2 separate regions of the Mus musculus genome follow, and region 1 is linked to region 2. The links are chromatin contacts, called in public Hi-C maps. All regions are on one chromosome and are shown on one strand. Each heading gives the region's core, a stretch centred on a gene start, on an enhancer-like site or on the middle of the called end of the contact. The rest is flanking DNA. Distances are from core to core; before and after follow the strand shown.

What was found. A called contact is a pair of places that touch in the nucleus more often than the background predicts.
Region 1: a contact with region 2 is called in a Hi-C map of the Ba/F3 cell line, with 2.7 times the contacts expected there. The contact joins two enhancer-like sites. A contact is called at or near these places in 14 of 484 Hi-C or Micro-C datasets (the 63-12 cell line, the Ba/F3 cell line, the G1E-ER4 cell line and 8 more), 4 of 115 datasets of contacts at active chromatin or transcription factors (CD8 T cells, the HPC-7 cell line, embryonic stem cells and 1 more) and 1 of 9 other capture datasets (embryonic stem cells).

Annotation. Positions count from the first base shown.
Region 1 is chr14:55,425,669-55,430,732 of GRCm38.p6, reverse strand. No RefSeq gene overlaps it. Among named protein-coding and RNA genes, the nearest start is that of Gm52145, 11 kb to the left of the region's middle. Within about 2 kb of position 2,987, at least 5 of the 459 cell types and tissues checked have an H3K27ac peak or open chromatin away from gene starts, as enhancers often do. A contact at or near this core is called in the Ba/F3 cell line and the G1E-ER4 cell line, where this site is marked.
Region 2 is chr14:55,384,678-55,390,105 of GRCm38.p6, reverse strand. No RefSeq gene overlaps it. Among named protein-coding and RNA genes, the nearest start is that of Gm52145, 52 kb to the left of the region's middle. Within about 2 kb of position 2,570, at least 33 of the 459 cell types and tissues checked have an H3K27ac peak or open chromatin away from gene starts, as enhancers often do. A contact at or near this core is called in the Ba/F3 cell line and the G1E-ER4 cell line, where this site is marked.

The DNA.
Region 1 (5,064 bases), core at 1,738-4,237, 40 kb before region 2:
GTCAAAGATTGGGTGTGGCCTGAAACCTGGGATGGGAGTTTGAGATAGGAGATAACTGACTACATTTATGACCTCAAGCTTACCCGTTAGCTTGATTCTCGATTCTAGTCTTGATTGGGACTAGAAATGAACAGCTAATTGCACTTACTGTCTTCAGGGAGCTCTTCAGCTTTGCGGCCAGTTTAAAGCCACCGCTATCAGCTCATCTTTGACCTAACAGTTAAGAACTCCAAGGGACTGGTCTGCTTCATCTCTTTGTTTTTCTTCAGGCTCATTATCTGCATATTGCCTGAGGAGGCCAGAAGAGGGTGTTGGATGCAGTGAAACTGGAGTTACAGATGGTTGTGATCCTCCCTGTAGATGCTGGGAACTGAACCCTGGTCCTCTGCAGGAGCAGCCAGTGCCCTTAGCAGCAGAGCCTTCTCTCTGCCCCTGGTTCATGTTAAAGAAGTCAGAGAAAAGCATTTGAGGATTGCTTGCTGGAGCAGGGCAGGGGGAGGGTATAGGGGACGATCTATCTGCTTGCTGCCAGTTTTGCATGTGAAAATTTCGAGCTGCTTCTGAGAATGCATTTCCAATATGGATTCCCTGACTCCTGGAATACCCCAACAGACCAGTGGCTGGTTTACTAGGTTAATTTTTTGTGTGTAGTTTCTCTATCCTTGTAAAGGAGATCTCTTTTATGGACAGTTTGTAGTGAGGGCAAGGGAACTTCAGTGTTTCCCTTTAAAAATCCTACATGAATTTCACAACATCTTACTCGGAAAGGTCTATAGGTTTTATCACACATTCAAGCTATCAGAAGATGCTAATGACACACACGTGGCTCGTTCAGTGGTCTTCTCTTTTGCTCAAAGCTAACAGGATTGTTCTGGCCAATCTAACTTGACTAGCATCAGGTAGCTAACCTTTCTTTAAATTAATCTCTTTTTTTTTATAATAAAAAATCCTCTTATGTCAAGCATCATGTATTTTTCTTAAATGCTTGGCTGAACCTAAAATAGAATTGAATCTTTGAAAGGTTAGCTTGATAAAATTATCCAAGAAGAATTACATGTTTACTTTAATCAGTGCTCTTTATTATATGAAAGCATTGGAAGTATAGGATAGTAAGCAATTAATCATAAATGTAGCAGTCTGTGAGTAAGAATATACTCAGAGGTATTATTTTATTAAGACCTTTAAAATTGTCAGTGACATTATGAGGCACAAATAAAGACTTAGCAGGTACAAAATTGGGTGCATTGCATCGGTTTCTAATTTTGTTTGTGTTCTGGAGCCCAAACCTATGGCCTTGAACCAGTATTCTACCCCTGAACTGTAATTTCAGGCCCAACAATTCCCTGATCTTTCATAGATTCAGGTGTGTATGCAAAGTGTTACTTATTTGAAGAAAAAAAAAAGAATAAAATGTATGTTCATTTAAAACCACTGCTTGCCTTCTACTATACAAATATTGATTCTGGGTCAAAGTTGTACCAGTGTAAAATAATTCCTTTTTAAAGGAAATAAGAAAACAATTTATTCTGAGAAAAGCATCCGGGAATGTGAATTCAAATTACTCTAAATGACATGTTCGACTGTGTAAAAGGTTATATGAACTTTTATAGGCACAGCACATAAAAGCTCACCAATCAGTTTTAAGTCCGTGGAGGCAGCAGGAGGAGAGCTTGCAGGGTCAGGGCATTTGTGTGTGCGCGCGCACATGCGCACACATGCACATGAGCGGTGGTGTCTTCTATAGGATTTGGTGGAGGCTGGGGGGTCTGTTAAGGATGGTGATAGGTTCCAAGAATTGTATCTGATAGCCAGAAGGACGTTGGGTCAGATACAGAGGCTGACTTTGTAAATTACAATGGCTTTTGAAAATTACAAAACATAACTCAAGATAACTCTGGCTCTTGGCCCACCACATTTCATCTCCCTGTAATCACCGTGCTCAGGCCAGCCATGGCTGGGCAGTCGGCAGACCCTTCTCTAGAGACGCAGCATCTTCAGAATGCCTTAGGTCACATTGTAATCAGCACATGGGGATTTCATCTTCTGAAACCAGCGTCTGCCCTTGTCTTGGCTGTTGTTAAGCAAGAGAAACCTTGCTCCCAGAGACCCCCGCTTCCCCTGAGTGAGAGGATGTTTTCTCTCACAGAATTTGGCCCTTTTAAGGGTACACCATCAAATCCCACTTATATCAACTCACTGTCTGCCGTTCTCTCACAGTCTAGCTGTTAGGGTGAGTAGAAAATCCAGATGCAGAGGCAGGCTCCTTCTCCCAGGCCGATGCTTGTGTGGACGGGAAGGAAGACGCTGTTGAACCGTTCTGCAGTTTCCCAGGGGTGTTTCAGTAAGGCTTGAGCCTTGTAGCAATGGCAGGAAGGAGCACTATCCCTTATCTTCTGGGAGGTAATTGCCAAGCCTTGCAACATCTTGTCTGGTAGGAGTCTGGCTTGTGATTTGAGCCAACCAGGTGGTAACTGTTAACTCCAAAGGCAATTCCAATTCTCCAAACTCCCAAGGCAATTTGAATAGCCAGAACTGAGTTCAACCTAGACTGTAGGAGGAGTCTGGTGGTTAGATTAAAAACCAGCATTCCTCAGACACTTGCAAAACCAGGTCCGGTCTGCCAAAAGGAGTCATTTCCCTTACCTCTGGCAGAAGGGACATGTGGTTACCCAGTGGTGCCTATGAGCATATCAAAGTGCATGCTGACCTCCAGGTTCCAGTGCCTGACAGTCATCTCAAAGTCCATGCTGGTGCTGTCTCTCATTTTCTAGCCTCTATCCAGCTGCTCTTCTCCCTTCTTTTGCAGACGGCCCTAGCCATGTCCAGTCTGCTGACCATATTTGTTATGGGATACCTGAAGAGAAAAACTCCCAAGAGGCCTGAATAAGTCAAGTGGAGTCTTTATTAACTGCTGATGGGATGGTACCAAGCAGATTAGTGGGAAGCAGCCCTGACCTCTGCTTGGTTTGAGGTTTTAAAAACAGAATTACAATCTTGATGTATACAGGAAGCAAGTGTCATTTGTAGAAGTGGAGAGATAACAGTTAAATGACCAGGCAGTTAACCTGTTATCAGTATGACTTCAAGGGGGGCTGCCATAAAGACACTGCTGGCCTGTCCACTCCACAGCATGGTTAAGGTTTTAGTGTAAATGTGAGAAAGAGAACAGCCAGGGGGTGTGGGAGAGTCCAGAACAGACTCAGGTCTCATTGTATAGGAATTTAGGGCTAGTCACCCAAGATAGTTTTAGCACCAAGAGTAGTCTTAGGAATACATCTAGTCTGCCTTGTCTTTCTCTTCTGGATTCTCCCACACCCCCTGGCTGTTCTCTTTCTCATGTTTACAATAAAACTTTAACCATACTACAGAGTGGTCAGGTCGGCATTTTCTTTATGGCAGCCCCCTTGCATGCAGTCACGCTGTGATTTAGGGTGGGACTTTAGTGCACTGGGTATTAGCACAATCTCCCTGTGGGCTGGAAACTGATCAGTCACATGGATAGTACATAAATCAGCTTTGTGAGGCTATGACAAGATATCCCAGGACATAAACATAACAGAAGAAAGGTGTGTTTTAGTTCAGGCTAAGTGCTGATGGTTGGCTGCCTCCACTGTACATGCCTGTGGGTAAGAAAAAGAATATCATTGGTAGAAGAGTGTGGTGGATCAAAGCTGCAGAGAGATCGACAATGGAAGAGAGGGGGAAAAGTGAGAGGGAAGGGGAGTGAGCGAGAGGGAAGGGAAGAGAGAGGGAGGGAGGAGGAGGAGGAGGAAGAAGAGAAGAGAGTGAAACTGGGAGCATGGTTCAGGGAAAGGACATTCCTTTACAGTATGCTTCCGGTCACCTCCTTTCTCCACCTAGGCCCTACTTCCCGATGGCACGTCATGTTCAGCTATGAAACCATCAATGTTGTAGTGGGCTGGGTAGCATGATGACTGAGGAACACTTTTTTTTTTTTTCTGAGTACTGTAAACCTAAATGCACCATCGCCAGGCCAGTGTTGATTGGATATGCTAAAGGGATCAGCTGGTCCTGCTCATGTCCACGAGGCTTGATTTGAAACAGTATAGGCTATCCAGTGTACAAGAAGGAATCAATGACATGCTAGACACAGAAGTGCTGATGTCAATAATTCTTTGTGTGAGAGCCCAGCCCCATGACCCGTGAATAAAGGGAGAGTTTAGGGAGAGTAACAGAACTGAGGCTTGACTAAAGCAGTGCCCATAGCTGCAGTCATCCCAATATCGTTCAACCGTGCACGAAGTGTGGCCAGAGACTCACGATGCTGCTCCCACTGATCCAGCATTCCCCTTCCTCCTCGATCCTGCTAGCTTCAGTCCATGTTCATGTGGGAGGAATCCCAGTTTCCATTTCCTCTACAGGCTGTTAGAACTCACAGCTGCAGTCATGTAGGTCAGGGGAGATTGAGATCTATTCAAGGTTTTAGTGTAATGGTATATATTAATGCTTGATTGTAATGTGGCCTCTGCCCCAGAAAACTCCAGGTATGAAGGCTCGATCTTCACCTGGTGACACAGCTGACAGATGATGATCATGATGGGGAACTTGTAGCTGAATGGGATATGAGGAGGCAGGTCACTTGGGTGTGACTTTGAAGGATATATATTGTTCCCTGACTCATATTACTCACTTCTAACCAGGCTACAGTCAAGTGAGTGATCAATTCTGTATTCTGCACCACAAGCTTCATTTCATTGCAGAGCTTACGGTGATGGCGCCAAATCACCAAGAACTGAAATCTCTGAAACCAGAAGCCAAAACAAATCCTTCCTCCTTTAATCCCTCCATTAAGTTGCCTTCCTCAGGGCTTTTCATACTCTTGAGACGCTGACACAGTGCCTTTTCTTTTTCTTTTTTTTTTTTTAAAAAGACAGCATTTCATGTAGTCTAGGCTTGGCCTTGAACTTGTTGTGTACCAAATACTGTAATGTATACATTACAGTAAATAATGTAAGATAATATCCTAAGGCAGATAACAAGTGAGAACTGATCTAAATGTAGACACACATGACTGAGCCTGGTTGATAAGCTGGGGTAATTCCA
Region 2 (5,428 bases), core at 1,321-3,820:
TTGGGAGGCAGAGGCAGGTGGATTTCTGAGTTCGAGGCCAGCCTGGTCTACAGCCAGGGCTATACAGAGAAACCCTGTCTCAAAAAACCAAAAAAAAAAAAAAAAAAAAAAAAAAGTAATTAGGAGGTAGGGACAGGGGATGAGAAACAACAGGTGGTCTTTGTCTTTCTGGGTCTGGGTTACTTCATTCAATACAGTCTTTCCCAGTTCCATCCATTTACCTGTAGATCTCATAATTTCTGTTTTCTTTGTAGCTGAGTAGTGTTTCGTTGTGGGTATGAACCGCTATTATCCATTCATCTGTTGAAGGACATTCAGGTTGTTTCTGTCTCCTGGCTATTGTGAATAGGGGCAATGACCCAAGCTGAGCAGGTGTCTGTGGAATAGGACGGCAAGTATGGGGATGTGCCAAGGAGTGGCACAGCGAGGTCAGATGGTAGATTTAGTTTTAGCTCTTTGAGGATTCTCGAGTTTGCATTCCCACCAATGGCTGATGAAGGTTCTGTCTTTCCCACAACCTCACCAGCATTTGCTGTTAGTTGTTTTCTTGGTCTCAGCCACTCTGGCTGGGATGAAATAAAATCTTGAAGTTGTTCTAGTTTACATTTCCATAGTTGTTAAGGATGATGAACGCTCTTGAGGTATTACTAGCTCCAAATCCTTAGATATGCTGTGAAGTAAACACAGACACCAGCAAAATATAAAGGAACCAAACGTGTGTGTGTGTGTGTGTGTGTGTGTGTGTGTGTCGGGGGGGGGGGGCTTGAGAAGGATATAAGTGAGAGGAGAGGGAAATGAATGGAGAGGGAACTCCAACGGGGAGGAGTGGGGGAACTCGGAGGAAGGGAGGTCAATACAAAAGGAGAAAGAGGGATGGACACATAGGTCTTCTGCCATAAAGCCTAAAGGAGTCATATTACTTTATATTTACCTAAAATTATACACACTATGTATGTTTAAGATATATATCTTAAATAATTAGTTAAGTGTATTTGTATTTAACAATAATAATAATTAAAGAAGACTATCAATTTGAAAGTGGGGGGCCATGGGAGGGGTTGAGGGAGGGTTTCTGGAAGAGGCTGGACAGACGAAAGAGAAGCGGGATAGTGATGTAATTCTCTTTAACTACAATGTACTAAAACCCCAATTTGACTAAAGGTTCTAGACCAGTGGTTTTTCTTTCTTCCTTTTATGTGTGTGTGTGTGTGTGTGTATTCGTGTGCATATGTGCATGTGCACTTGAATGTGTGTGTTCAGGTGTTCATGCGATGTGTATAGATCAGGGGACAAGCTTGGTTACAGTCCCTCAGGTGTTGCGCACTGTCTTTGAGAAGGGATCTCTCACTGATCTGGGTTCTTCTTCCCAGGTCAGGCTGGGCAGCCAGGGCCTTCAGTGGTGACATGTCTGGCTCTCTGGTGTGGGTTCTGTGGAGCAAGCTCAGGTCCTCAAGCCTTGTGAGGGAAATGTGTTATTAACCCTGAGCTCTTTTTCTTCCTAGTCCCGGCTTGGCGGCTTTATATCTTCACGGTGTCTACTGATGTAGTAAGAGTTAGACTACATAAAATTCATCCCACCCCAAGTTACTTTTTACCTGCTCATTATTATTGCGTTTTGGATTGGTTTGTTTGTTTCTACCTCTCTGTCTATTAGTTTAAAAACTTATTTTCTCCTCTCTGAACACTTTTGGAGCTGTTAGCCCAGAAAGTAAAATGGAGCTGTTTAATTGAGATCTAATATTCTTGCCCTGTCTAAACAGCTTAAGAATCTCTTAACAGCATAACGCCGTTTCTATCTTTCTGATGTGAAAATTATTGTGGTACGTTTTTATTTCTTTGAAACTTCTAAACATCTTTGTTTTGGGTAATAGACAGTTTGCTTCATTCATGTTACAATTTCCTTATCTTTCCATCCTTTTTTGCCTCATGTTTCACGGACTGGCTGCCTGCTTCCTCGGCACTGTGAGACATATACTTTAGAACGCCAGTTAGTGACTGACTCCTGCTCAGCCCCAGAGTGCTGGAACTCTACCCTAGTTTTCGGAAGATGTGTTTGTCAAGTATAGAATTTCAGGCTATGAGGACCTTTTCTCCAGCATACAGGAAGCTCCATTTAAATCAGGTCATGAAGAAGGATAATTAGGATTTTAGCAAGTAGATAAGAATGAATGGAAACAATTTAAATGGATTTCATAAAAACCTGCCTTCTTTAAAAGATTGAGGCAATTTTGCTTGCTTAGATCCCAGAATAATAGTAATAAATTTAATATTTTTTATAAATGATAAACTGAGTTTGGTTATTAAGTTATATTTGCACTACCTATGTGATAAACTAGATTGCAGGTTACTTTATTTTCAAATGATATTTATTATTTATTATACTAAATATATATCGATTTTTTTTAACTTCTGGTAGCTGACATGTTTCATCACATGTCACAAGGCTGCTAATCAGCTGAGCTCTTGCTAGACAAGAAAAGGGCGAGCTGAGGAATGTAAGTGGCAGAGGCCCAGCAGTGCTGAGCTTGGATCTAAAGGCAGGCCTCTGACTCAGAGGCCGTGCTCTCCTCTCATTAGCCGTTTACTGCTGGTTCCATGAAGCTAGGTTCTGCAGAGGTGCCCAGGTCAGGTACCAGGAAACGGAAAAAACCCACATTTCAGCCTGGGCATCGTCTGCTTTTGTCTGTTTGTTTTGGATTCATACAATGATGGAAAGGATCATGCTGCTAAAAAAAAAAAAAAAAAAAACCCAAACCCCTAATACCATCACGGCATTGACTTGTGCCCTATGAATTACTCTCTGGTCATTTTTAACCTACAAAAGTGGCATTTCTGAAAACATGGTTTAATCTAATCCCACACCTTGCCTGTGTTAGAACTGGAAGGGAACTTCATAGTCATAATCAGTCAGAAGCGCTGGTCGTATTTCACAGGTGACCACTTTAGTCTAGAGAAGAAACACAGCCCCAGCCTGGGTGCTCACCCTCCTGCACCAGGCGCTCAGCCTGTGCTCTGGAGACTCACACCAGTGTGGGAGGAGCGGGGGAAGTAGTGCAGTCAGAGGATTTCTGTTCTCCCTGGAGATTTTCTGCAAGCTGAGAATGCACTCTGCCACCAAGTTACGTGACCAGCCCCGGAACAAGCATCTTAAAGCAATGTCTGCAAAGCGCTTGGCCCAGAAACAACCTCTGCTGGCCACTCTGAGTTATAGAGGGAAGCTGGCTCTATAGATTGTGCTGACTGGGAAGACTGCTGATGCTGGTCTTCAGAGGAGGAACTGTTATGCAAGGGAAGAGACCCGGAGATTTTTAAAGGAGAATGAGACTGGATCAGGTTGGCAGACTAGAAGGCTAAGACAGCGTTAGGAGGGGGGAGCCTGAGATTCTCGACTAGCTGACATAGGAAAGCTGATATGTGTGTGTGTGTGTGTATCATGGGGAGAAAGAAAATGTATATTATGTAATTAATATGAAATATAAATAATTATGGGAGGGTAGATGGGAGAGAGAGAAGAAGAGGGAATGTGTGTATTTGGGAGCAAGGAGTTGAGATAGGATCTAAAGCAGAACTCACTATGTAGCTGAGGTTGACCTTGAACTCCCGTCTACCACCACACTCAGCAGACAACGGGAAACATTTAATGATGGGGTCGGTCTGCAATGCAGTAAGTAAGAGCTCTTGGGAGTACAACCACACGGTTCCTGCCCAAAACAAACGCCGAACTCCTGGAGAATACAGTTCTGGAAGCATCTCAGGTCACTGAAATCAGTGGGACATCAAATCAGAGAAAGTCGGTGTAGGGCTCCCTCACAGGTGAGGTGGGGCAGGTCAGGCTGGCCTCTGCCCCAGCCTGTGCGGAGAGGCTGAGAGGCAGATGACAGAAATGCCACTGGGTACCTCAGGTTCATCAGTCCTCATGACCCAAGTTACTGCACGCTAAAAGAAATCACTTTCATTTCTTAATTCCAGGTCAACTGTGAGAACTCCTGCCTTTCTTTCTCAAGATTCTCCCCCAGCCCTATTCTTCTTCCAGAAGATTCTCTGACAAATTCCCTGGCCATTGCATTCTCTGGGCACAATAATGGGTCAGGTTCTTTGATTTCTTTACGTGACCCCGAAGTGTGAAAGACAAACTCTTACTGTCCTTGTGTTATTGACACTCCTACTTCCTTGCTCGCTGTTTGATACCAAGTAGCTCCTCCCTTGTGCCCTTCCCCACCCTCAACCCCTGTTTTCCATATGGGGCCGAAGCTGATTCAGTAACAGGGCTGGAGCCTTCACATTCATCTGAAATCAGAGCAAATAAGGGCCAGGGGAGAAGAGATATGATCATGCAGTGCTCTCTCACATTAGGAAACAAGCAAGTTGGAATGGGTACATGATACTTCTGCCAAGGGAAGTTTATTGAGGCATTTGTGGGGTAAGGGGGACATCTTGAAGGTTCAGTACAAAAGGGATCACTTGGTGACTCTGGGATTGAAGGTCTGAGTCTGGGATACCTTTCCTTGTCTCTAAAGGTTCTAGCTCCATCTGGACCAAAGCAGAATCTATCAGGGGATCCAGGAAGGCTGGGTTTCAGGATGATAGCCCACAGGTGCCAGTGACGTGGAATAGGCATCCTTGAGCAAGTAAGGACCTTCACTTCTTTAGATGACATCGGGGAGTCTGAACGCCTGGCCTTGCCCCATGTCAATGAGCTTATGACAGGAAGTGGATGTGTGGCGCTGAGGAGTACAGGGGGGCTCAAGCTTAGGTGGGGAGAGGGTTATCCAAACATTGAGGATGAAATTCTACCAGCCTCTTGTTGGTTCCTCAGATCTCACCTCGCCCCAGATCTGTTCACTGCTCCCTAAAGTGCTTCCTATCAAGGGATTAACTCCTGCAATACACACCAGGAAATCCACACCCACACAGTGTCCCGGGGCCTGTGGGTGAGGAGGAGACATGGAAGGAAGGGAAGTTTTTGTTGTAGTGGCACAGCAAGCTTATTGGTCTGGGAATATACCTGGGCCCAGTCCTAGAGAAGAACAATGCTAAGCAAGGTTGGAGGACAATGGGTTCTCTTTTCAGGAGCTCACACACACACACACACACACACACACACACACACACACACACACACACGGCTGACAAAGCTGGGGTTTCAGCTCTTCTTGCCTTTTATGTCCTCCGACTCCAGGCACTCTGGGCTGCCATTTTCCCAACTCATCTCTCATCTAAACCTTTCCTGAAATATACTGGTCACCTCTCCATTTTTTCCTGAACACTCTATCTCTGACTGAGAACCAGAACTTCTTCCTGTACAACATCTCTGTCTCTGATCAGATCTTGCCCCAGAATCTTCCAGGAGGGTCTGGCGGATATTCTACAAATGGCTGGAAGTACCTTTCTATGCTTCCAAAGTGTTCCCCATCTCCCTCATACCCGG